Regions from separate parts of the Mus musculus genome. Here all the other regions are linked to region 4. A link is a contact called in public HiChIP or PLAC-seq, capture Hi-C and promoter capture Hi-C data. All regions are on one chromosome and are shown on one strand. Each heading gives the region's core, a stretch centred on a gene start, on an enhancer-like site or on the middle of the called end of the contact. The rest is flanking DNA. Distances are from core to core; before and after follow the strand shown. Region 1 holds the start of Cdkl3 (cyclin-dependent kinase-like 3). Region 2 holds the start of N4bp3 (NEDD4 binding protein 3). Region 3 holds the start of Fnip1 (folliculin interacting protein 1). Region 4 holds the start of Hspa4 (heat shock protein 4). Region 5 holds the start of Ppp2ca (protein phosphatase 2 (formerly 2A), catalytic subunit, alpha isoform).

What was found. Promoter capture Hi-C pulls out the DNA fragments that hold promoters and counts their contacts. HiChIP or PLAC-seq counts read pairs in DNA pulled down with a chosen protein or histone mark. Capture Hi-C pulls out chosen DNA fragments and counts their contacts.
Region 1: a contact with region 4 is called in an H3K27ac HiChIP or PLAC-seq map of embryonic stem cells, with 3 times the contacts expected there. The contact joins the promoter of Cdkl3 here to the promoter of Hspa4 in region 4. A contact is called at or near these places in 3 of 39 promoter capture datasets (the C10 cell line, embryonic stem cells and neural stem cells), 1 of 484 Hi-C or Micro-C datasets (embryonic stem cells), 16 of 115 datasets of contacts at active chromatin or transcription factors (astrocytes, bone marrow-derived dendritic cells, embryonic forebrain and 7 more) and 2 of 9 other capture datasets (adipose tissue and embryonic stem cells).
Region 2: a contact with region 4 is called in a capture Hi-C map of macrophages, with 17 times the contacts expected there. The contact joins the promoter of N4bp3 here to the promoter of Hspa4 in region 4. A contact is called at or near these places in 3 of 115 datasets of contacts at active chromatin or transcription factors (bone marrow-derived dendritic cells, large pre-B cells and pancreatic cancer cells) and 1 of 9 other capture datasets (macrophages).
Region 3: a promoter capture Hi-C map of pre-B cells shows a contact between it and region 4, with 5 times the contacts expected there. The contact joins the promoter of Fnip1 here to the promoter of Hspa4 in region 4. A contact is called at or near these places in 2 of 39 promoter capture datasets (liver and pre-B cells) and 1 of 9 other capture datasets (adipose tissue).
Region 5: a contact with region 4 is called in an H3K27ac HiChIP or PLAC-seq map of microglia, with 15 times the contacts expected there. The contact joins the promoter of Ppp2ca here to the promoter of Hspa4 in region 4. A contact is called at or near these places in 1 of 39 promoter capture datasets (embryonic stem cells), 2 of 484 Hi-C or Micro-C datasets (B cells and embryonic stem cells), 11 of 115 datasets of contacts at active chromatin or transcription factors (the NIH/3T3 cell line, astrocytes, embryonic forebrain and 8 more) and 1 of 9 other capture datasets (liver).

The regions. Positions count from the first base shown.
Region 1 is chr11:52,002,889-52,005,588 of GRCm38.p6, reverse strand. It overlaps Cdkl3 (cyclin-dependent kinase-like 3), which reads right to left and starts at 1,368. Exons shown (of 14, transcript NM_001166654.1): 1 at 1,079-1,368; 2 at 497-676. The coding sequence starts at 661. It also overlaps a transcript of Ube2b not described here.
Region 2 is chr11:51,649,704-51,652,403 of GRCm38.p6, reverse strand. It overlaps N4bp3 (NEDD4 binding protein 3), which reads left to right and starts at 1,331. Exons shown (of 5, transcript NM_145974.3): 1 at 1,331-1,726. It overlaps D930048N14Rik (RIKEN cDNA D930048N14 gene), which reads right to left and starts at 1,450. Exons shown (of 4, transcript NR_027958.1): 1 at 1,191-1,450. Gm30058 (a long non-coding RNA gene) reads left to right here. Exons shown (of 2, transcript XR_388627.1): 2 at 1-314.
Region 3 is chr11:54,436,789-54,439,488 of GRCm38.p6, reverse strand. Fnip1 (folliculin interacting protein 1) reads right to left here and starts at 1,310. Exons shown (of 18, transcript NM_173753.4): 1 at 1,101-1,310. The coding sequence starts at 1,192. It overlaps LOC115487771 (a long non-coding RNA gene), which reads right to left and starts at 1,094. Exons shown (of 2, transcript XR_003949675.1): 1 at 582-1,094.
Region 4 is chr11:53,299,051-53,301,750 of GRCm38.p6, reverse strand. It overlaps Hspa4 (heat shock protein 4), which reads left to right and starts at 1,272. Exons shown (of 19, transcript NM_008300.3): 1 at 1,272-1,691. The coding sequence starts at 1,585.
Region 5 is chr11:52,097,458-52,100,157 of GRCm38.p6, reverse strand. Ppp2ca (protein phosphatase 2 (formerly 2A), catalytic subunit, alpha isoform) reads right to left here and starts at 1,334. Exons shown (of 7, transcript NM_019411.4): 1 at 1,008-1,334. The coding sequence starts at 1,109.

The sequences.
Region 1 (2,700 bases), core at 119-2,618, 1.3 Mb after region 4:
GATCTACCTGTCTCTGACTCTCCAGTACTGGAATTAAAGGTTTGCACCCCAATACCTGGCAAAAAAAATTTTTTTTCCTTCTTCCTACTCTCATCGTTTTCCACAATCCCTTGTACAAAGCAGACATCCTTACTAAGTATTATACTTGAATAGTTTTGAATGATTTTACAATACTAGCATAATTGTTATACACAAGCACACAATCTTATATCAATAAAAAAGTACAGATTGTAGACAATGAGGGTTTCTCTATGACAGGTCTTAGTTTATCTGTTAATGGAAACATTCTTTCATATATTTTATTTTTATCCCATAACAATTTCTCTTTTGACTTAAATAATCAAGGAAAAAGAAGATGGGTGTTTCAATGTAGGCCTGTAAATCTTAGCCCTGGAAAAAAATAAAGCATTTCAAGACAGCCTGGGCTGCATAGCAAGATAGGTCCCAATGGGAAAACAAGAAAAAATATATATAATAAAAGGCAAAAGAAGCAAACCTTTAGAAACTTTATTTCTCTCGTTGCAATTTTGTTGACAGATTTTTCTGGTTTCTCATAGAAAATCTTAATGGCCACTATTCGCCCAGTGTCCTTATGTTTGCATTTCATGACCGTTCCATAACTTCCCTCTCCCACTTTTCCAAGGGTTTCATACATCTCCATTTTCAAGCCTGGCTTCTACTTCACAGAAATAAAGAAAGAAAACGTTAAACGTTCACACTTTCAATTATACAAGCTCTATAATGCTTAGAGATAATCCCCTACTTTCGGATATAAGAACAAAAACTAGGAGTGCCGGCTACAGCAGAGCCTGCTCGAGGGAACTCTTAAATTGTCTAAGAAGCTCCAACTTTCACCAGAACGCAGGATGTCCTTCATTAATCTAGCATTTTGTGTAGACCGGGATTGAGAAATAAAAGAGGTCTGATATGCGTTTAACTCAGGCATCCTTTTAGAATACGGGATTTACAATTTGAGGTCCCCTTTCAGGAACAATGGAAGCCAAACTAAAAAGTCCCGCTAACAACACTGCGGGTCCCTTGTTAGGAGCCACGGTCCACCAAGCGTGGGGACTCCCACCTCAGCACTAGTCACCCATACGTCCTGCCCTCTCCTCAAACACGCAGTCTGTGCAGCCCCAACCCGAGTGGCCCGTCTCGCCGCGCTGTCGACCTCGTCCTGAGAACCACCGCCGCCTCAGCCCATCCTGTAGTCCCGCCGGCCCGGCTGCGTGCAAGTCCCAGCCGGCCCGGGACACCACACCTCCTCTCCTGGCCGACCTTGCCGGCTCGGGGCAGCCGGACGCCCTGGCAACGGGGTGAGGGCGGGGCACTGCCGCGTTCCGAGCACAGTACGCAAGACTGGAAATTGCTGAGGTCCTGACCCGGAAGGGAAAGTGACACGAAGCGGAAGATAGACCCAAGGGGAAGGGGGAGGGACGTAGGAGGCCCGCGTGCTTGCAGGTGGGGGTGGGGGTGGGGGGTGGGGATGAGGGAGAGCGGGGCATTTTATAGCAGAATGAACGCCTGGAGGCTTTCGCCCGGCAAGAGAGCGTTTTGTCACCTGGGTGGTTACTGGTCCCTTACTTGTGCCCGGTTCTAGGAGGTTGACGGAGATAATTGGATCTACGGAACACTTATGGGGCTACAGTTTGCCAGTGCTTCGTTACTATTCCATGCAACCGATTTCGACCTCAAAGTCGACATAATCCTTAAACCGGGGACAAGATCGTTTTTGGATAGAGGGCTTAGCTCGGTAGTAAGCCACATACTCAGCGTTCACTACTCCTCTGACTTATTTCTAACACCATTTCTGTACACATTTTCAGTTTCCCAATTACTACTGCTTTCTACCTACTAGTGATCCCTTTTTGTTTTGAGACAAGGGCTACTATATAGCTCCGGGTAGCCTGGGACTCACAATGTATACTTCCAGGCTGGCCTCAAACTCCCAAGATTATCTGCCTGCTTAGAGTGCTGTGCTGAGTGCCATCATATCCAGCCCTAGCAGTACTTTTAAAGTTTTCTCATGACGTGTGAAACGCAAAACTTTTTAGGAAAACAAAATAATTCACCGGACTCTGCCACAGGCTGAGTAAGTACAAGGACGCCTAGGGATGTACTTTTAAATAGCCCGCAGAGCTTTTAAAAGGGCTCCATTTTTACAGATCTTGATTTAACTGTAATAGCAAAAGTAGGTCATCGAGATGGCTCAGTAGGAAAAGGCTACGAAGCCCAAAGTGTAGAGTTCAATTTCTTGGACCTACGTGGTGGAAAATGAACCAACTCCTCCAAGTTGTCTTGTGACCTATACACACAAATGAATGTGCACAACGAGTGTGCTGAGTAGTGTAAAAAAGAAACTAGTTTGCTTTTTTAAAAACAAAAACAAAAAACAGTTTAGGGCTGGAGAGATGGCTCAGCGGTTAGGATTACTGACTACTACTCCAGAGGTCCTGAATTCAGTTCCCAGCAACCACATGGTTACTCACAAGCATCTGTAATGGGATCTGATGCCCTCTTCTGGTGTGTCTGAAGACAGCTACAGTGTATTTGTAAAAAAAAAAAAAAAAAAAAAAAATCTTAAAAAACAACAAACAAACAAAAAACAGCCGGGCGTGGTAGCTCACGCCTTTAATCCCAGCACTTGGGAGGCAGAGGCAGGCGAGTTCCAGGACGGCCAGGGCTACACAGAGAAACAGT
Region 2 (2,700 bases), core at 82-2,581, 1.6 Mb after region 4:
GGCGGCAAATCGGTACCTGCTGGGCCACAGTAATGTTTTGTTGTTTAAATGAAGTTGACTTGCCTGATACAAAATTATCCATTTTAACTTAAGGTACTGGGAATTGAACCCAGGGCCTCAAGCAGCCTCTGAGAGAATGCTCTCCTACTGAGTCACACCCCAGCCCTCTGTAAGACAATGTAAAAGGAAAGTGCTGTCACCACCACCTGATTCCAGGACAAAACCCGATAACTTGCAAGGATCATCCTCATTTCTCCCTCCCTGTGGCTTCTAGCACTAGCCTGCATTCTGTCCATAAAGGTTCACACATGGTCTCTGCTGGGTTTCTTTGACTTACCATCACTTGTTAGAGGTTTGAGTTGTAGCATGAAATGGCACTATGCCTTTTCTGTGGTAAGTAATATTCCACTGTATGGTTGGACCACACTGTTTATCCTTTCACTAATTGCTGGAGGGTTTGACCTGTGTCCTTCTTTTGACTGTTATACACAGGATTGCTATGATCATCTGAGTGCAAGCACTTGTTGGCATACCTGATTTCTTTAGTCATATACCCAGGAGTGGAAATGCTATCATGAATCTGTTTAACTTACTGGTTTGGTTTTTTTTTTTTATCTTAAAAACAACAACAACAAAATTACGTGTATGTGCCAGCGTGAGTAAATGTGCACCCAGTGCGAGTAATGCCCCCAGGGGCCGGGGGTGGGGGTGAGGGGGGGGGCGTTCCATACCCTGGAACTGGAGCTGCAAAGGATTGTGAGCAACCACGTGGTTGCTGGGAACCAAAACCGGGTCCTCTGCTAGAGCAGCAAGTACTCTTAACCACTGAACCATCTCTCCATACACAACCCTTACCACCCCACCCCACCCCACCCCACCCCACCCCACATCTATGTTTAACTTTTTAAGGAAGAAAAGGTGTTCCAACTTCTTACTCTTGAACGTGTCTGAGTGTCCAGCCTTCGGTTTCCGTCCCCGCTACTGGCTTACCCAACCCATATGACTCATTTACACTATCAGTCTGGCCCCTAAAGGCATCTGAACCTGCCGCCCCTAGAAGGCTGCACAGGTAAATCAACCTCCCTCCAAAATAAAAGTCCAGCGGCTAACTACTGTAGACGCCTACTACACCTCTTCGGCTCTTAGAGCGCGTCTTGGGTTTATTCTCAAACGAGGAAAGTGGCGCTTACCTGAGAAAGAGGCGGCAGAGACCTGACCAACCCATCCCAGCAAGCCAGTTTGGAAGCTGGTTCTGGAAGGAAACCGGGTGAGGCGGGCGAGGCCCGAGTTGGAGGAGGAGGAGAAGGAGGAGCAGCAAGCAGTGCGGCGCGCGCTCTAGAGCCTCGTCCGGGCTGGGGTCTGCAGAGCTGCTGCACGTGAGCGAGCGAACGAGCACGCATCGCGGTGGCCGCTGCACCATGCGCGGCTAGCGGTGGGGTCCCGGCCCCGCAGCACCCGCGAGCCCGGGCGGGGCTCAGGTCGCTCGGGGGCGGTGCCGGTTCCCGCCCCCCACATCCGGGGGCCGGGCTGGGCGCTGGGGCTCGCGCCGCGCGGGTGAGTCAGGCCGGGTTTTCCCTCCGTCTCTGGGGCCAGCGGACGAGTGTCGCCCAGTGCGTCCTTTGCCCGCCGATCCGGCTCCCGCGCGTTCCCGAAGAGCCTGGGAAGAGAAAGGTTCGAGACCGAGCTGGGGACTGCAGCGCGCCCTAGGATTCACGGAGCCAGCATGGTAAGTGGGTAGGGCGGGTCGCTGAGGTCGTTCTCGGACACCCGGCGGGGGTTGGCAGGATGCTGTGCGCGCCCCGGTGTCCTCTGCTCCCGCGCACGAGGCTGACCTGTAAATGCATTTTCCGTGGAGCATCGCCCCGATCCCCACGCCGCAGCTAGGAGGGGCAGGCGCCCTTGGCGCAGGAGTCTGACCTCGGCCTCCGCCCCCTGCACCAGCTCTAAGCAGGCCCCACAGACGGCGGGCGGGAGACGTGCACCCCACCCCGCCCCCTGGGTAGCTAGGAGGGCCTCCGGTAGTTCTGGGATCCCTTGCTTCCTCCACAGCCTTCCTGGGCGCAGTTCCACCGGGATGTCCAACCTGTCTTCTCTGCCGCCTTCCCGGGGACACCACTCACCTGCCCTCACCCTCAGGGTACCCTCTTCCTGCCTCAGCCCCCTACTGTGTCTGGTCCTCACCTGGGGACCTGCGAACAGGGGACGTCCCAAGGTCTGGGACTCTGTTCCAGTCCTGACTTTAGCCTTTGACAAAAGTAAGGACCAGGACTCTTAAGGTATCTCAGTATTAAGATGGGAGCTTGGGACATACCCAACCCAAAGATACAGATTGGGAATGGTTGTCCTTGGGCGGGAGCAGAGGCGGGAGGCCCTCCTGGACCTAGAGATGAGCCTCCTCCCAGGCTCTCACAAGCAGGGCTTCTCTGCCGACTGGCTGCGTGTGGGTGTGTATGTGCAAGACTGAATGAAAGCGACCAGCTAGTTCCCGACACCGCCTCTAGCAGTTTCCTGAGCTCAAGAGTCCCTAAACCTGCGCCACTTCCACTATTTCTTCTTCTTACCTCTTTCCCCAGGGCGGGCAGGAGGGATCTCTGGGAGGGGGGTTAAGTTCCATCCCTCTCAACCTTGCCCTTGGGAGAAACAAGCATGGGGGGCTGGGCAGGCTACGTAGACAGCAGAGTATACTAGTGGAAGGTGACC
Region 3 (2,700 bases), core at 61-2,560, 1.1 Mb before region 4:
ACAACTGTCAGATGACTACGGCACAAGACATTTACTTCCCATTACGAAGAAAAGCCACTGCCATGAAAATTCTTTTGTTAAGCTTGTTTCCAAAACGGTAACTGACCTTTTTCTCCCATTAAATATCAGTTAAATTACTTGCCATTTGATATTCAATCTCACACATTGTTTCCTGATGGGATCTGTATTATTGACAGCGTGGATAATTTGAAAAATATTAAAGCCTCTAAGACTTATGTAGTGCAGTCATCTGATACTTGGGCTTGCTGCAAAATTTGACACTGTTTCCCTTTTACTATTACTGTACAACTGAGTTCTCGGCCATACAGCCAAGTTTGTCTGATATGTGACATTTGGCCTAGTTACATGCGAAAGTTTCCATAGCGCATTATGGAAGACAAAACAATATCTTCTTCAAATACAATTCCACGGCTGAATTTAACCATTGAGCTAAGCTTCTATATATCTGACAATTCTAAAAAGTTACTGTACCAGCAACAGGTACTGCAATCAGAAAGAAACAAAGCATGCAATCACAAACAAACACACACACACACACACACACACACACACACAGCTACCGTTTTCCATTTGCAAGAAACTCCTTTTCAGTAACAGGTGTAAGAAGGGAAAGAAAATTCGACAGTAAGTTCTACCGCAAGTCCTCCTCGAGTCTGGTCAGTAGTAACCCTAACCACTTCGGTTTCGCATTTCTCCTTCGATAACACTAAGGTCGCTCGGCAAGAGAACTGCACAGCTCCAATTTTAGTTTCCAAGAAGCCTGACAGACCGCCAGCCTGCCCACTCGCTCCTCCAGCCTCCTCAGTGCTCCGCAGGTTGGCCGAACGCGCGACAGTCTGCACAAAGCCACCCGAGGGCTGCGGATCACAGGGAGACAGCAGCTCCCGGCCGGGCCCCGGAGGCCTGCGGTGAGGTCGCAGCCCGGGCAGCGTGCGGACCGACAGCCTCCCGAGGCCGCCGTGCTGGGGCTGGGGACGCGGCGCGTGGCGCGGGCGGGGCATAAACAGCCTAGCGAAGAGGGCAGGGGACCGCACGCCCCGCCCGAGGCCGCGACCCCTCGGGGGCCCGCGACGCCTCACCTGAACGCGCAGTCCGGGTCGCGGGCGTCTCGTCCCGGCGCGCCTAATCCGCTCCGCTTGCTGAAGAGCTTCTGGAACAGGGTGGGGGCCATGCTGGCCGCCGCAAGACTGGGGTCGCTCGGCTGGGAGCTCGCAGGAGGCCCCCCGCTCCTACCGCCACCCCGCCACCCCCATGGGCGCCTCAGTCATATGACAGAAATTAGTCACTTCAAACGGCCACGGCGCGCGGGGCGGAGCGCGAGATTGAGGTCGCGGCGATTGGCTGGCGACGAGCCGTATCACGTGGCAGCAAACTGAGCGGGGGGCGGGGTGGGGGTGGGGAGGCGGGGCCGCCTGCCATTGGCTGGCTCACGGGTCCGTCACGCGGCCTCTCACGGGGCGGGGCGTGCGAGGGCGCGCGCGGCTGGGTGGCAAGAGAAAGCCTCTGGGACCCAGGCCCGCCTCTGACCCTCCCAAACTGCTAGGGCTCTAGGAGGAGACCTAGGTCTGTGACTTGAGGTGCGGTTTCCATTGACGCCCGCACTTAGTCTCTAGGAAGATCTAGCGACTGGGGGCTCAGGCTCGATCTCCTTGGTAACCAAAAAGATCACAAGCAAAACCAAGAGAGGCAAGCAGCCGTAAAAAAAAAAAAAAAAAAAAAAAAAAAAAAAAGACATCTATCTAAAAATATCTAACCCTTTATGCTAAGTATTTAGAATTTGAAAGACTGCGGTTAAAGAGCTCAGTAGTTAGAGGCCCTGGGTTTGATCCTCATCACCAAACAAGAAGTTTAGCAAAATGTCTAAGAGAGACAATCAGAACTTCCATGAAACAAAGCTGTATATCTTTAATATCTGGGTATGAGGAAAGGAGGAACTGTAACATTGTTACCAAATGGCAAGACTGCTCTCAAAACGGAAAATACAGCTCACGAACATCCTTCCAGTCTTATCAAACCATCAGTGTTCAGATCAAATTCGTCATCCGTTTACCAGGATGAGGGATTTCGTACAGTGGAATGAAGTTCTCTGAGAAATGTGGATGAATGTGGGGAAATACTGGTGTATGTTTGCAAGGGTAGACAAAGACGCTTGAGAATTTCACTTAGCTAGACATAGGAACCAAATCTTTAAGAAGTTGTCAGCTGATCTGCAGTTGAAAAAAAATAAATAAGTAGCCCTTATTTACATGGGAAAAAGAAAAAATGCCGGGCAGTGGTGGCACACGTCTTTAATCCCAGTACTTGGGAGGCAGAGGCAGGCAGATTTCTGAGTTCAAGGTCAGCCTGGTCTACAGAGTGAGTTCCAGGACAGCCAGGGCTACACAGAAAGATCCTGTCTCGAAAAAACAAAACAAGAAAACAAAACAAAAGAATAAAAGAAAAATTAGCAGGATATTTTTATATCGTTAATAATTTATCACTGGTCAGCATGTTGAGCTGTTACAACATGTTACAAAGTCTCATGTTACAAGACTTTTTTATATTTATTGAGACAGGGTCTCTTGCTGGCCTGGAGCTCACCAAGTAGTGTAGGATGACCTTTCTGCTTCATCTTCTTTGACAGCACAAGAATCACAACCTTGCATTCCTTTGCCCATCCTTGAAGTAGATTCTGGGAAT
Region 4 (2,700 bases), core at 23-2,522:
GCTGCACAGAGGCTTGAGGGAGAACAGATATCCCCTGTTGCTCTCTGATGTAGTTTTTGGAGGCAGGGTCTCTCTCTGAAACTGGAGCTCTAGTTTTTGGACTAGGCTGCTAGTCAGGGAGCCCCTCCAGTTAACCTCTTGTCTTTGTCCTGCTAGGTTCTCGATGACAGATCGAGATTGGGATTCAAACCCCAGTCTGTATGGTTTCACAGCACGTATTAACTGTGGAGCCATCTCTCCCGCACGGTTTACTGTGTTGGACACCGTTAGGCACCTATGAACAAGAGGTGACAAATAAGTGAAATTTAAAAATCCTTTCAGTTTTGTGGTGTTGGGGATCCAGTCCAAGGCCCTGAGCCTGCAAGTGTTCTAGCACTGTACTCTATATCCTCAGCCACAAAACAGCCAGAAACCGGGAAACTTAGGATCTTCCTCCTGCACTCTGGGTTGGTAATAATCAGAAACGCGTTGAAGCTGGTTCCCCTCCAGCTTTCCGCAACTGGCTAACGTAGTGGTCACTATAGTTTCAGATTCTTTAGTTTAACGCAGGGTGGGGGCATGGCTGTAAGTGGGTCCCAGCACTAAGGAGAAAAGAGCTTCCGAATTTCAAGGTCATCCTTGAGGACTGTCCTGCAGGACATTCTGTCCCCTCCCCACCTACTCTATATAATAATGTGTTAGCATTCACATAAACGTGACACTGGTCTTAGACCTCCCACTCCACGGAGCATGTGATTTGGACCCTTGTGTCCAGCTCAGGGAAAACACCTAGGACTGAAAGGTCCCTCGTCTGATCACGGGAAGTGAGTGGTTAAAAGTAGGTGGAAGCGTGGCTTCGGATTCTTTTAGTTAGCGCTTGGTTTTAATACTGAGTTTTACGTAGAGCCGAGCTGAAACCCTTAGCGCCCTTAGCAGGATTAACTCGAGTTCACTGTGGGGCCTTAAAAAAAAAAAAAAAAACCCTGCAGAGAGCCTGCAAAGTCACTGCCGGAAGTCCCTCCGCGGTGACGAGCACGGCGGAAGTGGGTTCAATGCAGCTCCCCGAAGAACTGTCTCACTCCCGCTCGCCTGACTTCTGGATGGGAGGCGCCCTGCAGCTCAGGGAGGATTGTGGGGGGCTTCTCCGCGCAGGCTCAGTGGCCCACTTCGCGTCGGACCGCTTCCGTCCCCCCACTTCCTTTCACGGTTCCTGTGCCAGGACGTGACGCCAGACTTCGTCAGACGGGAGGAGCCTTGGGAGGAAAAGCGTCTGAGCCGGGGTCTCGCGAGAACGTTTCGTTTCAGCGCAGTTCTCGCGCTGCAACCTTGCTCCTGTTGCAACGAGAGCCTTCGAGATCTTCTCCGCCTCCGCGACCGGCGCCTCCTCTGCGGCCGTGGAGCCGGAGCCGCGGCCCGAGCGGTAGAGGCCCCCGTCTTTCTCCAAGCCCCAAGCCTCCTAGCGGACGGTCGTCCGGCTTCGCCCGCCCAGCCGCGGCGCTCCACCGGCCCACGCGGCTCGCCCTCTTCCACGCGCCAACCCCGCCGGGTTCCGTGTGCAGTGTCGGCGGCCGGCCCTGGGCCCGAGCCGGAGCAGTAGCCGGCGCCATGTCGGTGGTGGGCATAGACCTGGGCTTTCAGAGCTGCTATGTCGCTGTGGCCCGCGCCGGCGGCATCGAGACGATCGCTAACGAGTATAGCGACCGCTGCACGCCGTAAGTGGGGCTTGGCTGGCGGGGTCGCCTCGCTTTCCGGGCGAGGGTCCGCAGGAGACCCCCGCCGAGTGCCGGGTCGCCCGCGGCTGCCACCTGCTTCGGATCCTGGGCCTGCGCCAGGCACGAGGCCCTTTCGCGCGGGCCAAACGAAGGCTTTGAGCCGGTACTCTGATCGGCGGAGGGCAGGAGCAGGAACTGAAAGAGAAGGCGGGCCTGAGACCGTGGGATGGACCGACCGCTCTCACCTCCTTTTTTGGGGGGGGGGAGGGTTTGGGTGGTTCGGTCTGAAACGAGGTCCAGGGCTTGCTGAGCTCGTCGAATCCAATAGAGGTTCAAACTCGGCCCACGGCGAGCATTTAATAAAAGTTAACTTGCAAGATTGTGGCCTCGGGACTGGGAAGCGCTCTGAGTCCCACGTGAGTGGGGGCGGGGTGGCGCCCGGAAGATGTGGAGTCTGAGTACCCACGGCAGGCCCTGAATAAAGTCCATGCTTTTCTTGATAGCGTTTTAACTCCCTTCATTCGTTTTTGGATATTGAGTTAGGTTGGGTCATTCCTTACCCAGGCTGCTCACCTATTCCTTAACAGCGTTAGTTTTTCATGCTAATGAATTCCAGCCGGAAGGTTGCCACAATTGTTAATGCATGACTCAAGGGCTCTGTTTGACTTCTAGAACTTACATGAAGTTATGGGACCAGTATAGACAAATCTGCAAAAAAAAAAAAAAAAAAAAAAAAGACTCACTCAGAGCTTGCTGGAGTAAAAGGGAGTCTACTTTTTAGATATATGTAGGATTTTTTCCCCCACATTTAGCCCAGGATGACCTAAAATTTTCATTCTGCTTCTGTCTGCTAGAATCTGGTATTACAGGTGCGTTAAAATTTTATTTATCTGGCGCTGGTGGCACAGGCCTTTAATCCCAGCTCTCGCAGGGAGGCAGAGGCAGGCTGCAGTGAGTTCGAGGCCAGCCTGGTTCATAGAGACCATTTCAGGATAGGCAGGGCTACGCA
Region 5 (2,700 bases), core at 85-2,584, 1.2 Mb after region 4:
AGACTTCAAGAATACAACATGAACAACTTGCTTCCCCAATTCTTGGAGAAAACCAATGGAATGAGATAACCTGAGATACCGAGTTATCACTTCAAGGAGTGGACTCAGTTCCATGTCTGAAATAGAGAAATCGGTCAACACGGGGATTTCTACTGCTGATTGTAGCCACAAAAATACAATCCAAGAAACTTTTGCAACCAGAGAGGATAAAAAATTTGACTCTCTTCCCGTTTATGTTGCTCATTCAAAAATAAATGGCTCCACGCCAAGTACGTTACACACAGAAGGGTTTCACACTACCCAATTTGAGTCAGCATATACATCATAAATTAATGTGACACTGTATTTCCAATCCCAAAGCTCTTCGTTGTAGTATGACTCACCAAATCCTCCATTTGTCCAACTAAGAAAACTTTATATTCCTCCCTTCAAACTACCACTATGACCTTCGTAGGAACTGGGTTAGCGACTCCCTTCATAATCGTTAAACACACACTTTAAACAGGGCTCCGGGGAAGCCGAGGCGTGGAGACCGACAGGAAAGCGAGGTGACCTTTCCATAGGCGCTGGGGTCTGGCCTACAAGCCCTGCTGTGGGGGACCCTGTGGGCAGCGCCCGCTCCACGAAGCAAGCCCGAGTGCAAGCGCAATGCTTTGACTCCATGAGTCCGGAACCCGTTCCCGGGCGCAAAGCCCAGCCAGTCCCTCGCCGGGCCACCGAGGGTCCCGGCCGCCCCACTTCCCAGGGTCGGGCCGGGTTCGGCCCGGAGGCTCCGAAGCCCGGAGTCCGGCGCGCGGCGCCATTTTAGGCCGCGGTGGCGGCGCCATCCAATCAGCGCGCGGGAGGCGGGGGGCGCCGGGTCCCTCGCGAGTCGCCGCAGGCAGCGCCGGGCGCCGGGCTGCTAGGTTCGGGGGTCTGGCCTCCGTGCCGCCATGTTGCACCGTCCCCGCGGCCTCCTGATAGGCGGGCCCGGGCAGAGGCCGCACCCGCGGCCGAGAGCAGCTCACCTTCTCGCAGAGGCTCTTGACCTGGGACTCGGAGAGCTGCTTGCACTCGTTCAGCTGCTCGATCCACTGGTCCAGCTCCTTGGTGAACAACTTCTCGTCCATGATGCCGCCCGCCCGAACCGGCTGCCGCTCCGCGCTGCTCCCGCGCCGCCGCCCGCACCCGGGCCACACGCACACGCCGCCGCCGCTCTCCCGGGGTGCTTTCTGCGGCCCCAGGCGGCTGCTGGGCGCTGGCGCCGGCCCGCTGGCTCGCTCCGCAGTGCTCGGCCGCCGGCCGCTGTGCCTCCTCCTCCGCTCGCCCTAGCTCGGGACTCGGCTTTCTGTAATGGCGGCCGCCCGGCGTGGTGACGTCACGCCAGCGTCAGGGAGCCGCGGGGAGGGCGACGGAGTGGGGCCGGGACCCAGAGCTGCGCACCGTGGAGCCGGGGCGCAAGCGCAGCGGAGTTGGCTGCCGAAGGAAGTGGCTTCGCTCTTGGGGCGTGGTCCTCCCGCTGGGAGGGCGGCGGGGGAAGGGAAGAAGCGAGTCCGAGCAAGCGCAGTGCTGGTTAATCCTGGCGTCCCAGGCTCCGCAGGGCGCCTGCGCGGTCTCGGCGCATGAGCAGTCCGTGTAGGCGAGGTTTTTATTCCTTGTGACCTGGTGTTTCTGGAAGGCCTCTGGGTGATACCTCTCAGATGTGGTCTGGGCTCTGCCAGCCTGATGACTAAAGGCAACCCTAAGGCGCTTAGTCCAGCAGCCCTGGGAACCACAAGGGAGTCACACACCTTTGGGGACAAGCCTAGTGGCAGGTTGCCTGGAGTGACCTTCCCCACCTCTGGCCGTTGCAGGCTCCTATAATTAGGTCATTCGTGGGCGAAGGAAGGTGTACCTGCTGGGATGTGTCGCCCGCGCACCTTACACCCCCAGCACACACCTGTCCCTGCACGAAGGCGGGGCCGAAGTGGGCCTTCGATCCTGGCCTCTTCCTAAGCCTTGCTTCCTCTCCTGTGGCCTTCAACACCTCTGGTGTGCACTTTTCTCCGAGACCTGTGCCCACTGGAAATAATCTTGTCCTACATTCTAGAGGAACAAGCCAGGGCTGTGTTCTGGTACTGGTAGAAGCAGCTACCGTGTGTTCTGTAAAGGAAGCTGATATTCTTAAGGATCAGCCTTCGACCTGGTTATAAATCTCTTCTGAGGCTTGTGAAACGTGTTCACATTGCACTGTCTGCATTCACAGAGATACTTGGCTCTACAGAGCATCAACTGTTGACCAGATCCCATGCTTAGGGGACAAAGGGGTCATGCAGACAGAAAGGGGCTACTGCCCTGGTGGAGCTTGAATGTTCCTGGCTGGAAATGAATGGAATGGATGGAAGTCATACACTGCTCCCCTCCAGAGTCTGGGAGAGAAGCCAAAGGATGGTTATCCATGAAGGTCAAGGCAAGAGCTGACCTAGCTATACTGTGGGGAACAGTCAAGCCTGTCACACACCGGAGAAGACACAGCTCAGAGCATCAGAAGACACCCTGACCCACAAGCTACAAGAGGACCTCAGTGGCCCCATCCACAAATGGCAGGGATGAAAATCCTCCTTTATCAAGGACAACCTGCTTGGCCAGGGGAACTGGCTTGACCAATTCTGCTTTCTCTAGTGGGTACCTCCCACTAGAGTTCCCGAAGAAAGTACCTGAGATCTACTCTTCTAGACGCCT